Regions from separate parts of the Mus musculus genome. Here region 1 is linked to region 2. Evidence: chromatin contacts called from public promoter capture Hi-C data. All regions are on one chromosome and are shown on one strand. The core of a region is the stretch at or near the end of the contact, and the rest is flanking DNA. Distances in the headings are between cores, read along the strand shown.

Region 1 (6,226 bases), core at 2,770-5,269, 47 kb after region 2:
CTGCTTGAGCACTCTGCCAAAACTGAACACCTACCTACACATGCAAAGACACCCAGCAACGCAAGCACTGTCAGTCACTCAGTAGCCTTAACAAAGCAGTTACATCTTGGTAAATAGTAAAATAATTAGTATGTCAAGACAGGGTCTGACTGATGTAGGCCAGGCTAGCTTTCAACTCCTGATACTTTATCCTGATCGTTTTATCCCAAGTGCTAGGAGGAACTACAGGCATGAATTACCACACTCAGCTTAAGACTTATTTTCAAGTCATTCTAACAACTTAATTTTACTTATCAGTGTGTGTTTGTGTGAATGCATGGGCACGTGTCTATGGATTCTGGTGGCAATCAGAGGACGGTGTTGGATTTCCGGGAGATGGACGTACAGGTGGCTATGAGTCACCCAACCTGGACGCTGGGCAGAAACCTCAGCTCCTCTGGAAGAGCATAAATGTGCTGCTAACTCCCGAGCCTTCACTTCAGCCCCCAAAGCATTAACTTAATGAGGAAAGAGAATCAAATAGACAATGTCGTACAAGTCACCATGAATCAAATCTCCAGAGTTATGTCAGTTTTTTACCAGTCAATTTTCTGGCTTTCATCAGCAGTATAGCATAAAGCGTCTTTCCTGGCAATATAATTTGAAATTTCACAAATGTTAGAACAATTCACAGAATGTTTCTAAATTCGTACCTTTTTCAGTTCTCTTTTTCGGGCTTCCTTTCCTAAGGAGAGAGGAAGAGAGGCCATAACTCACACTTCCATCACCAACATTACTATGAGCTACTACAACTGTTAACAGTGTCGGTGAATGGAACAAACATGGCTTTGACCCACTAGGGAACTTAGTGCTTCCAACCCTCTCAACCCAAAATGCCAAGATGTGTTCTTTACAGAAAAATAACTGAACCACAAGGAAGAAAAGGGATTCTCAAATCACACACTTAAAAACTCATTTGTTAAAAATTCTAACATAAAAAAGACTTAATTTTCTCCTGCTAGCCAGTCAAGTATGAGGAGAAATGTGTTAAGCAGCTTACACTCTCAACATTCTAACCATGAGTCCATTTTAAGAATTCTACATGACCTCACACACCCCACTCTACCAACGCTGAACTTAGGCCACCATGAAAGAGTCTGCCAGTTTTAACCCTTCTACTTCTTCCTTCCGTACTTACGGGCTTGGTCTGTGGGGTTCATAAACTTCCCACTCTTGGTGGAGGATGTTGATCTTCGTCCCATGGTGACAATTTATATGATTTACTTCTTCATTAAAAAAAAAAAAAACTGGAAAGAAAAGATATAAAGAACTCAGTTTTGCTGTATGTGTAAAAAGACTTCCTTTTACGAATTTGCATCAATTTCTGTAAAGAAATATCCCTTTGGTTCTCTACTTGTAAGACCGTGCTCTTTAATTTTGAATGAAGCATCCAAGAAATTATTTCTTTACCTTTCTTTTTTTTTTTTTTTTTTTTTTTTTTCGAGACAGGGTTTCTCTGTATAGCTAGCCCTGGCTGTCCTGGAACTCACTCTGTAGACCAGGCTGGCCTCGAACTCAGAAATCCGCCTGCCTCTGCCTCCCAAGTGCTGGGATTAAAGGCGTGCGCCACCACGCCCGGCTTTCTTTACCTTTCTTGACCACAAAGAAAAGGCTAGTATCTGTACTAGTCAACACAGTGAGAATATCATTAACTACTCAAAAGTTTAACCCTTTCCTATGGATTATATAGTGCTGTTAACTGAATAAAGAAATCAACAAGAACTTTGCACTTATAATGCTATTGTTTGGAATATAGACTGAGCCATATGAGACGATCTCAAAACAAACCAAAACCAATTGAGAAATATTCTAACAATGCAATGCAAACCCTGAGGACATCTTTCCGACCTGTATAAGGGGATATGAAACAGGAGTGGAGATAATGAATCTGGGTTAAAGACAAATACATGCTCTTTACTTTCTCCTTAGACTGCTCATTCCACACGCCAGATGGCAAAATGCAATCCATTCAAACATATTTATCTTGATTTAATACCAAATCAAATGATTTATGACTCTCAAACAAAAGAAATAAAAAATGAAGTATTAGAACTCCTCAAACTTAACATTAAAGTATATTCTTACTAGCACATATGACTCCTGATTTATGTATTTTGAGGGAATTAAAAGTGGTAGTCACGGTAGGGAAATATTTTAAGGCCAGGCTTTCATTATTATCACTTCTTTCTCTTCCATTCCAAATGAATGAAACTTCCAAAAATTAGCCTTGCCCATAGTAAAAAAAGGAACAAATATTTCCTGTTCAAAGTGTGCGACACTTTCCTACAGGCTACATCTCCTGTGGCTCCCCCTTTAAGCATTAAACAAATCTACTTTCTTTCTACATTAGGAAAGGGAAGATCCCGAGGTAAATTTGAGACTCTAATTCCCTTGGCTCCTTAGGTGGGACTCTGTAAGTTGTTTTAGTTAATGCTTTTTTTCATCAAGCGTTCAGCTGGCCGGCTCCCTGCTGCTTCCCAGATATTTCAGAACTGATCGGTGTCGATTATGTCATTACAGATGTTTCTCTATCAGAAAGCAGAAGGGGCAGGAGTTTGGGAAGAAGGGAAGAGAAGGGTACTGACTATAGGGAACTACAAAAAGGCACGGATACAACAAATTCTATTTTTGATCTTTTCTTTAGTGTTTCCCTTCTTAAACCAGCCTCGGGCTCTCGTTTTGACGCCATCCCATCACACACACCTAAAAACCAATCAGCTACGAGTCAAGGAGAATTTTTACAAGACCATAGTGCCTCTGCCTGCAAACGTTGGCAGAGACAAGGTCAAAAGACCATGGGAACCCAGGCAGCACAAACGCAACCCGACCGGTCCGGTCCGGTCCGGGTCCACTCCAGGAGGCCTCACAGCAACTGCCGAAACCATAGCGACGGTTGATAGCGACTCGAGCGGCTAGACGTCAGCCCGCCGCCACCGGTCGCCGCACTCGGGCGGTGGGTCTGACCCGGCGGGAGATCCCGCCCGAGAACCCGTCGGACGCAGTGCCAGGCCGGCCCCGAGCCCTGAAACCCGAGGCTCCCGCCACCCCGGGCCCAGCGGAGGAAGAGCGCGGCCTCTGGGCCTGGTGTTTCAGAGAAGGCTTCGCAGGCCCCGGGGAGGGTCGCGGAAAACGGAGCACCGAGTCCCCACGCACTCACACGACTGCGAGGCTCCCGGGACGGCGAGAGCAGCTAGCGGGCGGTCCCGGAGGACTCTCTGCGAAGGGGCCTTCACCTCTGCCCCTCGGTCAACCACCCGGGAACCGCCATCTTGAAACCTCGCGCCCCTCCGCCAGCTCACGTCACTTCCTGTTCCCGCTGGCCGCGATCTCACCGCGTTGCCAGGCACTGGGCCCATAGAGCGAATACAACAACTTCAGAGCCAGAGGTACTTCCGCTCTCATTCACTATCCGATTGGATAACTATAGGCCAAGAGACCCGCCTCATTCCAGAGTATTGTAGATTGACACTAATATAACCCAATAGAAATAAAAAGTAAGGAAGCTGCTATTTGATTGGCCAATTGTTCTCAGAATTCTGACGCATTTCCGCAACTGCTTCTCTCTGGGGACACACTAGGTAGCGGTATGCGTACGCTTCTGTGTCGGCCATTGGATCTGTGTTAGTTGTCGTGTGTAAATGGATGCTGTTTTTCAGGAATGCTTCCATAGAAAACAAGTTAGGTAATAACACTGGGCACCGAGTCTAAGGTGCTCAGCAAACATCAGCCCTCTAAACCTACAGCATGTGATGAACTGAACAAATAGTTCCTAGGGGAGACTCATAAATCTACACGAAAATGTATATTTTAAAAGAGAAACGGTACATTTGTCGATTTTCCAGAGGAGAAGTTATTACATAACACTTCAAATGAACTTTGCATCAACCCAAACTCCTTTATGATGTCATTGCACACTCTAGATTTATCTGAAGTCTTCCTTTGAGGGTTCTCTAGAGTCACAGAACTTGTGGATAGTCTCTATATAGAAAGGGACTTTGTTATGATGACTTACGGTCTGTAGTCCACCTCCCCAACAATGGTCAGCTGTGAATGGGAAGTCCAAGGATCTAGGAGTTGCTCAGTCCCACCAGGCTAGTAGATTCCAACTGATGGGCTGGCAAGTAAATGCAAGCAGAGGAGGAAGAGAAAAACTTCCATCTTCCAATGTCTTATAGATCTCCAGAAGAAGGTGTGGTTCAGATTAAAGGTGTGTACCGCCACGCCTGGATCTGGGCCTTGTACTCAGAGATCTTACCTTACTCTCCTGGGGATACATAGCCACTATGCCTCAAGATTTCCATGCCAAGATCAAGGTCAGAAACTTGTATTTCCCAGCCTCAAGATCTGGATCACAGGTGAACCTTCCAATTCTGGATTGTGGTTTGTTCTAGATATAGCTGATAACCAGAAATAGCTATTATATTTCCCTTCTACATCCCCATTCCTTAAGACTCCTCCCCATCCTTTCCCCTTAAAGGTAAGCATTTAAAACGAAATCTTCATAAAGTGTGAACTTGGTCTGTCTCGAAAAAAAACCAAAAAGCAAAACAAAACAACAAAAAACCAAAAACAAAAAAACACAAATCAAAAAACCAAAAACACCCTCACACTTGGTTATTTTTCAACTTAGTTTCAGCATCCTTAACAGAAAAGGTCCTAAGGGAATTTTTGACATCAAGTACTTTGAAAGAACTGATTGAGGTGTATATTAATTTTTAGGATGTTGTAGATAGGCACTAATGTTACAATGAATTAATAACCAATAGAACATTTACAATTTATATTAAAACAAATGTGTTCCCTAACAATGTAACATCAGTACCATACTAAAACTACCTTTGACTTAGTGGGAAAAAAAATAAGTATTCAATAAATAATCTGGGCTGGCCACCATCTCCCTATCCCTCTGTCTCATTGTTTAGATGGATTGAATTACAGTTAGAAGCCTTGATGCCTGGGAATGTCATTAATTCTTGTTTTGATTACTCTTTGAGTGTCAGTAATAGCAAGACCTATTAGTTCATAAAATAAAAACCAGGTAATAAATTTAGAAAGTGACACAAATTGTGATATTTTGAAACTAATTTATAAAACCAGTGATAACATAGAAATTAATACATTTGGAAAAGTTATGTGGCTAGTTAAAATTCTTCATCTGCTTGTAAAATTTTCCTGAGATATACTGGATACTTTATACCAATGATTTATTTTTGTCTTTGCGTTAAAAACCAAACGACTATAACCAGGACTATCTCAACATTGTTACATACAATGGTTTTTGAAGTAGACCCTAAAAACGGCTTAGTGAGAATGGTTAGATAAAGGTTTAGAAAACAAATGCTGTATCTAGAGAAACTAAGTTCCATCAATAGGCCTCCATGGCCTCTCCTTTTCCTGAGTTCAGGAGGCAATTAACATAGGTCTGCAAATGCTTTATGGGGCAGAGGGAGCTGCCTCTTTTTGGTGGTACTGAAAATAAAATTATCCCCCTGAAAAATAGAAATTAATTACTTTCCTTTAATCAACAAATTCTTAACAGGGAGTGAGCCTTTTTCTTCACTCTAACATATTTTATGCAGGGATCACTGCATTTTATGCCTTGTTTTGTTTACAATGTTCCACACACTTTGACCACTCAAGAGATAGATGACAAACAGGTGGTCAATATTGACTGCATTACAGACAACATTTATTATCTCATCCTTTCCCAATCCATCCAGCCACGCTTTGAACTGAGGAGAACCTCGCAGATGCATGGCTTTCGTTCATTCTGGAACATAATGTTGTTGAGGTTGCTCTGCCTTCATTTCCGGGTGGCAGACAATTGTATTTAATCTGGTGGAAGAAAATGTTGATATGATTTTGCAGTCTTTTCCAGTTCACAAACAACTGTTTTTGATCTGGGGGTAAAAATAACAGCACTATGTATGTTTTACTTGAAGGTCACAGGTCTGTGTCTAGTCAGATGTTATTAAGTCTGTCTTATTAGACATTAAGTGATGTTTGAAACAGGAAATGGGAATGGTCTCTCCATTTAGCAGGAATATTTGAAGACATTTGCTGCGAACAAGGAAGCAATAGCCTGTGCCTGCTGGTCTATGATGCCTTTACACCTCAGTGGTTCTGACAACAGGGTAAGAAAACTGGATAGAGCTTTATCCCCTGAGGGTCTACTACAGCTGGTTTG
Region 2 (6,042 bases), core at 12-2,511:
AAAGTAACCATTAAGATGTACCAAGTACCCAGTGACTCAGTAATTCTATTTGTGACAATGGAGTCTCTGGGAATGGAAAAGAACTATATATAAGAAAAAGGATCGTAGCACTGTAAAAAAAATAACCACAAGAAATTAAAAACGATTAGATATTTCTTGAGAAGAGAATTTTTAGATAATTGGGATGGTTTCTAGTCTAAGGGATTCATATGATGACTGAGGTAGCAATGTAGCCCTAAGAAAGTCATTTGCAGGATGATGTGTTGTGACAGAGAAGATGTAAAATCGTCCCTGTGCCATACTAATCACCAAGGTCTCAAAAACAAGACACCGAGAAAGAGTATTCAGGCAGTACAAAATTATTGCAGGCACTTGGTCCTTCTTTACGTGTTTTATGTCAAATTATAAAATTGATTTTTTTTTTACAAATAAAAGATAAGGTCAAGAAAGGCAACAATGAATTCAATCATAAATGTATAACCCTGTCTATATCTGACAGCGAGAGCCACGAGAGGCAGGGAGAGTCTGCACTGCCAGAGGGGAAAAAATCTTTCTATGAATAAGAGGTGTGGAGAAAGGTTCAGTATCTGTATGCCCAGGAGCCTTATGAAATTTCAGATCCAGCCCAAATCTTGCCTCTGAACGGCTACAGAAGGAGGCATGATGTCTACAGCTGGCCAGAAACCCAGATTTAAGTAGGGCATGTCACTGCTGTGAGCACTTTACCTTTTCTTCCAGCAGGGTGGGGTGGACCACAGCTCACTCCAACCCCTCTCCCCGGGAAGGAAAGAGAATGGAGTTCTGAGATGAATTTAGAGGAGTTTGGGTGATTGGGCAAAGTCTGCGAGGTCTCTGCCTTGAAGCAAAAGGTCGTACATAGCAAGAAGGAGTCCTTTCCCATAGTCTTACCGGCTTCACGCAGGCGCTTTCGCACTATGTCCAGTCCTTCCTCCACAGCCTCCCTCAGGTTTTGCATAGGTTCTTTGTAGGCTGAGTTGTCCATCATCAGGACGCTGATCTCGTAGCTGCCATTGCGGCAGTTCTGCCTCACCTGAGAGGCCCAGAACACCATCAGCGCGGGCTGGAAGAGCAGTAACCGCACAGCCAAGCCCAGCAGTGACGTCATGACCTGGCTCACCGTAGCACCATGCCCCCCTGGATTGCTCGCTTTTAGAGACACAGGGAGCCCCTCTGGAGAGTCGCTAGCAGAGTCCCTTGGTCTTCTCTTCCCCACGCACCTTTCTGGTCTTGCCACACTGGTCACACGGGCCGTGAGACTCAGCCTGGCTGCCAGTAATTAGCAGGCACATTATGGTAGGAGGTAAAGCAAAGTTCACTTTGTGTGTTTGCACACAGAAAGGTCAGAGCTATAAACGACAGGATTACCAGGGCCTCATCCAATAAAAATACACCCGTTTGTGACACATCACTGGGAAGAGGGAAGAGAAGAAGGGAGCAGTATATTTTACATATCAGGCTTTATGAAATGGAAAATAAAGGTCGAAGGGCTTACGGCAAGCACAGCAGTGACAGCCCATTAGTACTTCAGCTTTAGCTGCACAACAAAACACAAGCGTCTACTAGGATGAGCTGCGCATCTGCGGTCCAGCCAACCTCCATCTATCAGCTCTTCACTACGGGTTGGATGGTAGCAAGGCTCTGGGGACACAATCACCAACGGTGTGGATGCATGAATGTCCGCTTGGATCACACGTTCATTCTAACGGGATAGACGAACATCAGATGAATGAAGAGCTAAGGTCAACAATGGAGAAAAGAACAGAGCACAGTGGGCATGCAGGGGAAAGTCAACATGAGTCCAGAAGTCAAGGAAGTTTCCCGGAGAGCATAAACGTCCCTAAGCTGAGCTCTGGAGGATAAACGGGCGTTGGCTGAGTGGGAAGGAGGACGGCAGTGTTAGGCAAGAGGATGGATTGTGAAAAGACAGAGGTGGGAAAGGGTGAGGTATATTTGAGGAAACAAGGGATACAGCTTGGTTGACATGCTGTGGCGTCGGGTGGTAACAGAAGGCATCAGAGGACTAGGCAGAGGTATGACAGGGACTGGGAGTTCGGACTATATTCTAAAAGTCAGAAAGAGCACTTGACATGGTCAATTTTTATTTTTTCAATTTGTGATCTGAGGATTTAGCTTAGTCCCCCACGTAAGTCAAATGACTTCTAAACAATGTATGTGTGTTCATATCATGGTGCACATGTAGAGAGAGGTCAGAGGGCAGCCTTGAGTGTCAGCATTAATGTTCTACCTTGAGACAGAGTCTCTTGTTCACAGCTGTTTGTGGTAAACTCACGCATCTGGGTGGGATCTCCAAGGAGTCTCCATTCTCCCCCTGAGGCCGTGCTGGGATTCCATTTGTGTGCTACTGCATCTGACAGTATGTGGAGTCTGGGATCCAGGCTCAAGTTCTCACTCTTGCGTGGCAAGCTCTCTACTTACTGAGCCAGTTCCACAGCTGGTCACGTGACTTTTGAAAAGCCCACTCACGCTGTCAAGGAAGAAATGTCCCGGAGAGAGGCAAACAAAATCAGAGCCTTTATATAAGGCTTCTGTTTCTATGGTACCCGTGAGTCAAAGCGGGGAAAGGCAGAAGCAGGAGATGGGCTCAAAAGGTCTAAAAAGAGAATCAACGGGACCTGGTATTTTCTTGAATTTGAGATCCCAGGGAGAGGGAGGACTCAAGGGTGATGCCCAAAGGTGTTTGCTGATAGTTAAAATCCTGAAAGTCCGCGGGTTTAAAAGATAACGACTTCCGGCTTGGGACAGGTGGATTTGGTATCTGCCTGTGCAGCTGCGAGAAGAGGACCTGTACTTAACAGGGGGTTTAGGAGTTCAACAGAGGCACTGGCTGGTGGGTCGGACTTCATTGTTTTCAATGTTGACTTCCAAATGTGAAAACTGAACGAGTTAACTGGCATGACACATCTTTCATGGAAGTAATTTAAACCGCATTTTCAACCTTCCCAAGCAAAGTATTGGAACCATGGGGGAATCCGACCAATCTAAAGAGAAGTAAGGTCCCCGCCCCAAAGGAATCTATACGATCTACATTTCAACCCCTCCCAACGTCACTTGAATGGCCTTTCTGGGGTGTCTATTTTCTAGCTGGTGGTATCCCCCTTTGCAGGACCCCAAGGGGATGGCCTTCAACAGAACACAGCTTTTGAACAGACCCTGAGGGTGACTACAGGTAGGAGTTCTGCCTCTTGGCATAGAATTGGGACCGTCTGGTTCCTTTGCCTCAGCCTAACTAGTACGGGTGTTTAGTAAAAGGAGGACATTTTGTATTGCTCCTTAAATTGAACAGCAGTGGATAGGGTTACTAAAAGGAAATGCTCTATACACGGGACTCATTTTTTTTTTTAAGATTTGTTTGTTTGTTTATGTGAGTACCTTCATGAGTTTATTTGCAACTTGTGTATGCAGGTACCCATGGAGGCCAGATGAGGGTGTCAGATCCCCCAGAGCCAGAGTTACAGGTGGTTGTGTACACGGAACCAAACTTGGGTCTTCTGTAAGAGCAGTAAGCACTTTTAACTGCTGAGCCACATCTCTTGTGTCCATACACCCATGATTCTTATCTGTTCATTCGTAGCCAAGAACCTAAAAAAACAGGCTGGTCCTAGAAGCCTATTCAGCTGTTGAAATAACTGTCTCTCTTGCCGAGAACGGAGGGAAGAAACGGTGCTAACTGGGAAGTGGTCATCAGGTAAGGGATGGGGAGGGGGGGAGGGGGGGGCGTGTTTTTATCAGGGTAGAAGCTGCCTCGTTTACATGTTGGTAGGAAGGAGCTGGTATGAAGCTAGGGGGAGAGGCATAGATGGAGAGAGGTAATTGAGAAACCGTGTTCAGGTAGCTGAAGTAATGGGATTGATTCTCAAGGCAATCGAAGAAAGGCCTATGTGATGCTTCCTATGTGTGCATACTGCCAGACTTACGGCTGGGAGCCCCAGGATGTCTGCTGAGAGCTGAAGGGGAGTTTGAGCAGCCACAGGCTTAAAGAGAAGTGACCTTGGAAAGCCCCTGCAATGGGGCTGGGGGGGGAGGGGGGAGGGGGGACTATGAGGCCCGCCATAAGGCTGTTTAGCCGTGATCGGTGAGCTTAGTGACTGGGTTTACTGACGCTCGTCACCCATTTTATGATTATTGTCCAGCTGCTTAGAAACAGGCACAGGAAAGTGAGCAGCGACAGGGCCTATCTAGGAGTGGACACTTTCTAGGTAGGTACAATGAAAATTTAGTGGACTTCAAAAATGGGAGGTAAAGAAGAAAAAAAGAATGTGTAGAGAGTCAGGCTGTCACACCTGAGCTGAATGAAGAGCCAGGGATGGTGTTATACAGTAATCCCAGCACTGAGTAGGCTGAGGTAGGAGGTGTGTTCTTAGCAAGTCCAGTTTGAGTTACATTGGGAGACCCTGTCTAAAAGCGCCAAACCAAAGCAACGGCAACAGCGAATGATTGAAGGAAGAGGGACGTGGATACAGAGAGGCGGTGAGGAAAATGGACGGAAAAGAGATGTTGAAGCATAGATGAGCAAGTGAAGCAGAGATGCTGAGAGTTCCTGGAGCAGCGGCCTGGATGGCGGTGTTTGAAGCAGGCGACAAGCTCTGCATTACTGATCAGAATAGCGCACGGTGGCTGACTGAGGAGGCAGAGGGCAATAATCTGAATAAAAGGGCTAAAGGAAGTAGGAGTCTGGTTTGAAGGCAGGATACCCACTTGGCAGGAGCATCAGTGAGATAAACAACAGGCCCTTGATAGAGAGGAAGGCCACTCCATGCAATAGCAAATGGAACGGACAGTGCAGAAGGCACCGTGGTTCCTAGAAAGGGCCGGACAGTGGTGACACGTAGTAGAAAACTCTAACCCTCCCCCCCAAAAAAGTAAATCTTTTCAAGTGACAAAGTAGATCAGTATACAAAGGATTGATAGAACGAATGTCATTGAACATGTGTGGGTTGTAAAAGAAAGGCTCACGTGAGCACATTTCAAACCCCTAGATACAGAGCTAAGATACTTCGGCTTTACCTTTGCCCCCTGAACACCTAGGATTCCTAGGATGCCATCTCTTTTTCATGCGAGAGAGCCAAGACGTGTAAGAAATCATCTCTGAAGAAATAAGGTGTAACCAGGTGCTTGTCGGCTATGGCACAGGTATTTCTGAGGACACAGGTAGTTGGATGGGAGGCATGGGATGTTGTTGGAACACGGTCAGAAAGCTAATGCCTGGTGAACAATGCCCCTGTGGAGAGGCTCCCTGAAAAACAAAACAAAACAAAACAAAACAAAACAAAACAAAACAAAACAAAACCCAGAAGGATTCTTACCTCAAGTGTGTTTTGATCCCTGGATTGTTCTTGGCCATGATTTTGTGCCTCCTGTGTTAAACATTTACATTGAATTTATAAGACATATTCATACCTGTTAGATAGTAGAGCACAGCTATAGAACCCAATCTAATGAAAGGACCTGCTGAGTGCTGACCTTGGTGTGCCCTAAATCTGGTTACGGCCTTCTGCCTTGCTTTTGTGCTTTCCAAGATACAATCTAGAGCAGGTGCCAGGCAATGGTATCTAAACTGGTCTGTCCTGAGAAAAGTTCTGGGGAGGGGCTGCTCTCTTATTATGGAGTATGTGCTTACCCGGGTTTATTCAGTTGTTTTACTGGTCATGTTTTTCTGAACTCAAACATCCTTCCTTGCGTCGCTGCTTTCTCTGTTACATTCATGTGTGAAAGTACACAGGAACTGAGGTAAGGCTGTCTGCAGCATTAGACTGTAGTCTGCGCCATTCTTTCAAGTCCTCAGATCCCAAGTCTCATAGACAGATCTGCATAGGTCCACGAACATCAGAAGAGAAAGAGCAGTGTGGTGAGGAGAGACTGCTGGAGGAGATGCAATGCCAAAGGCTGGCATGGGCATGGTTATGGATTGATGTTGAGCGTAGGTGCCACAATAAAAACAGGAACACACTAAGATGCCACGCCTTCTTTTTTTCCCCGAAGGAGCAGAGGGGTTCAGCCTTC

The links. Capture Hi-C pulls out chosen DNA fragments and counts their contacts.
Region 1: a promoter capture Hi-C map of pancreatic islet shows a contact between it and region 2. The contact joins the promoter of BC049715 here to the promoter of Gucy2c in region 2. A contact is called at or near these places in 1 of 39 promoter capture datasets (macrophages), 6 of 484 Hi-C or Micro-C datasets (the AML12 cell line, brown adipocytes, cerebellum and 2 more), 2 of 115 datasets of contacts at active chromatin or transcription factors (both in embryonic stem cells) and 3 of 9 other capture datasets (adipose tissue, liver and pancreatic islet).

Annotation. Positions count from the first base shown.
Region 1 is chr6:136,824,824-136,831,049 of GRCm38.p6, forward strand. BC049715 (cDNA sequence BC049715) reads left to right here and starts at 4,020. Exons shown (of 3, transcript NM_178776.3): 1 at 4,020-4,246; 2 at 6,078-6,173. Wbp11 (WW domain binding protein 11) reads right to left here and starts at 3,393. Exons shown (of 12, transcript NM_021714.4): 1 at 3,197-3,393; 2 at 1,178-1,286; 3 at 693-724. The coding sequence starts at 1,241. Smco3 (single-pass membrane protein with coiled-coil domains 3) reads right to left here. Exons shown (of 2, transcript NM_001039558.2): 2 at 5,108-6,226.
Region 2 is chr6:136,780,481-136,786,522 of GRCm38.p6, forward strand. Gucy2c (guanylate cyclase 2c) reads right to left here and starts at 1,262. Exons shown (of 27, transcript NM_001127318.1): 1 at 910-1,262. The coding sequence starts at 1,126.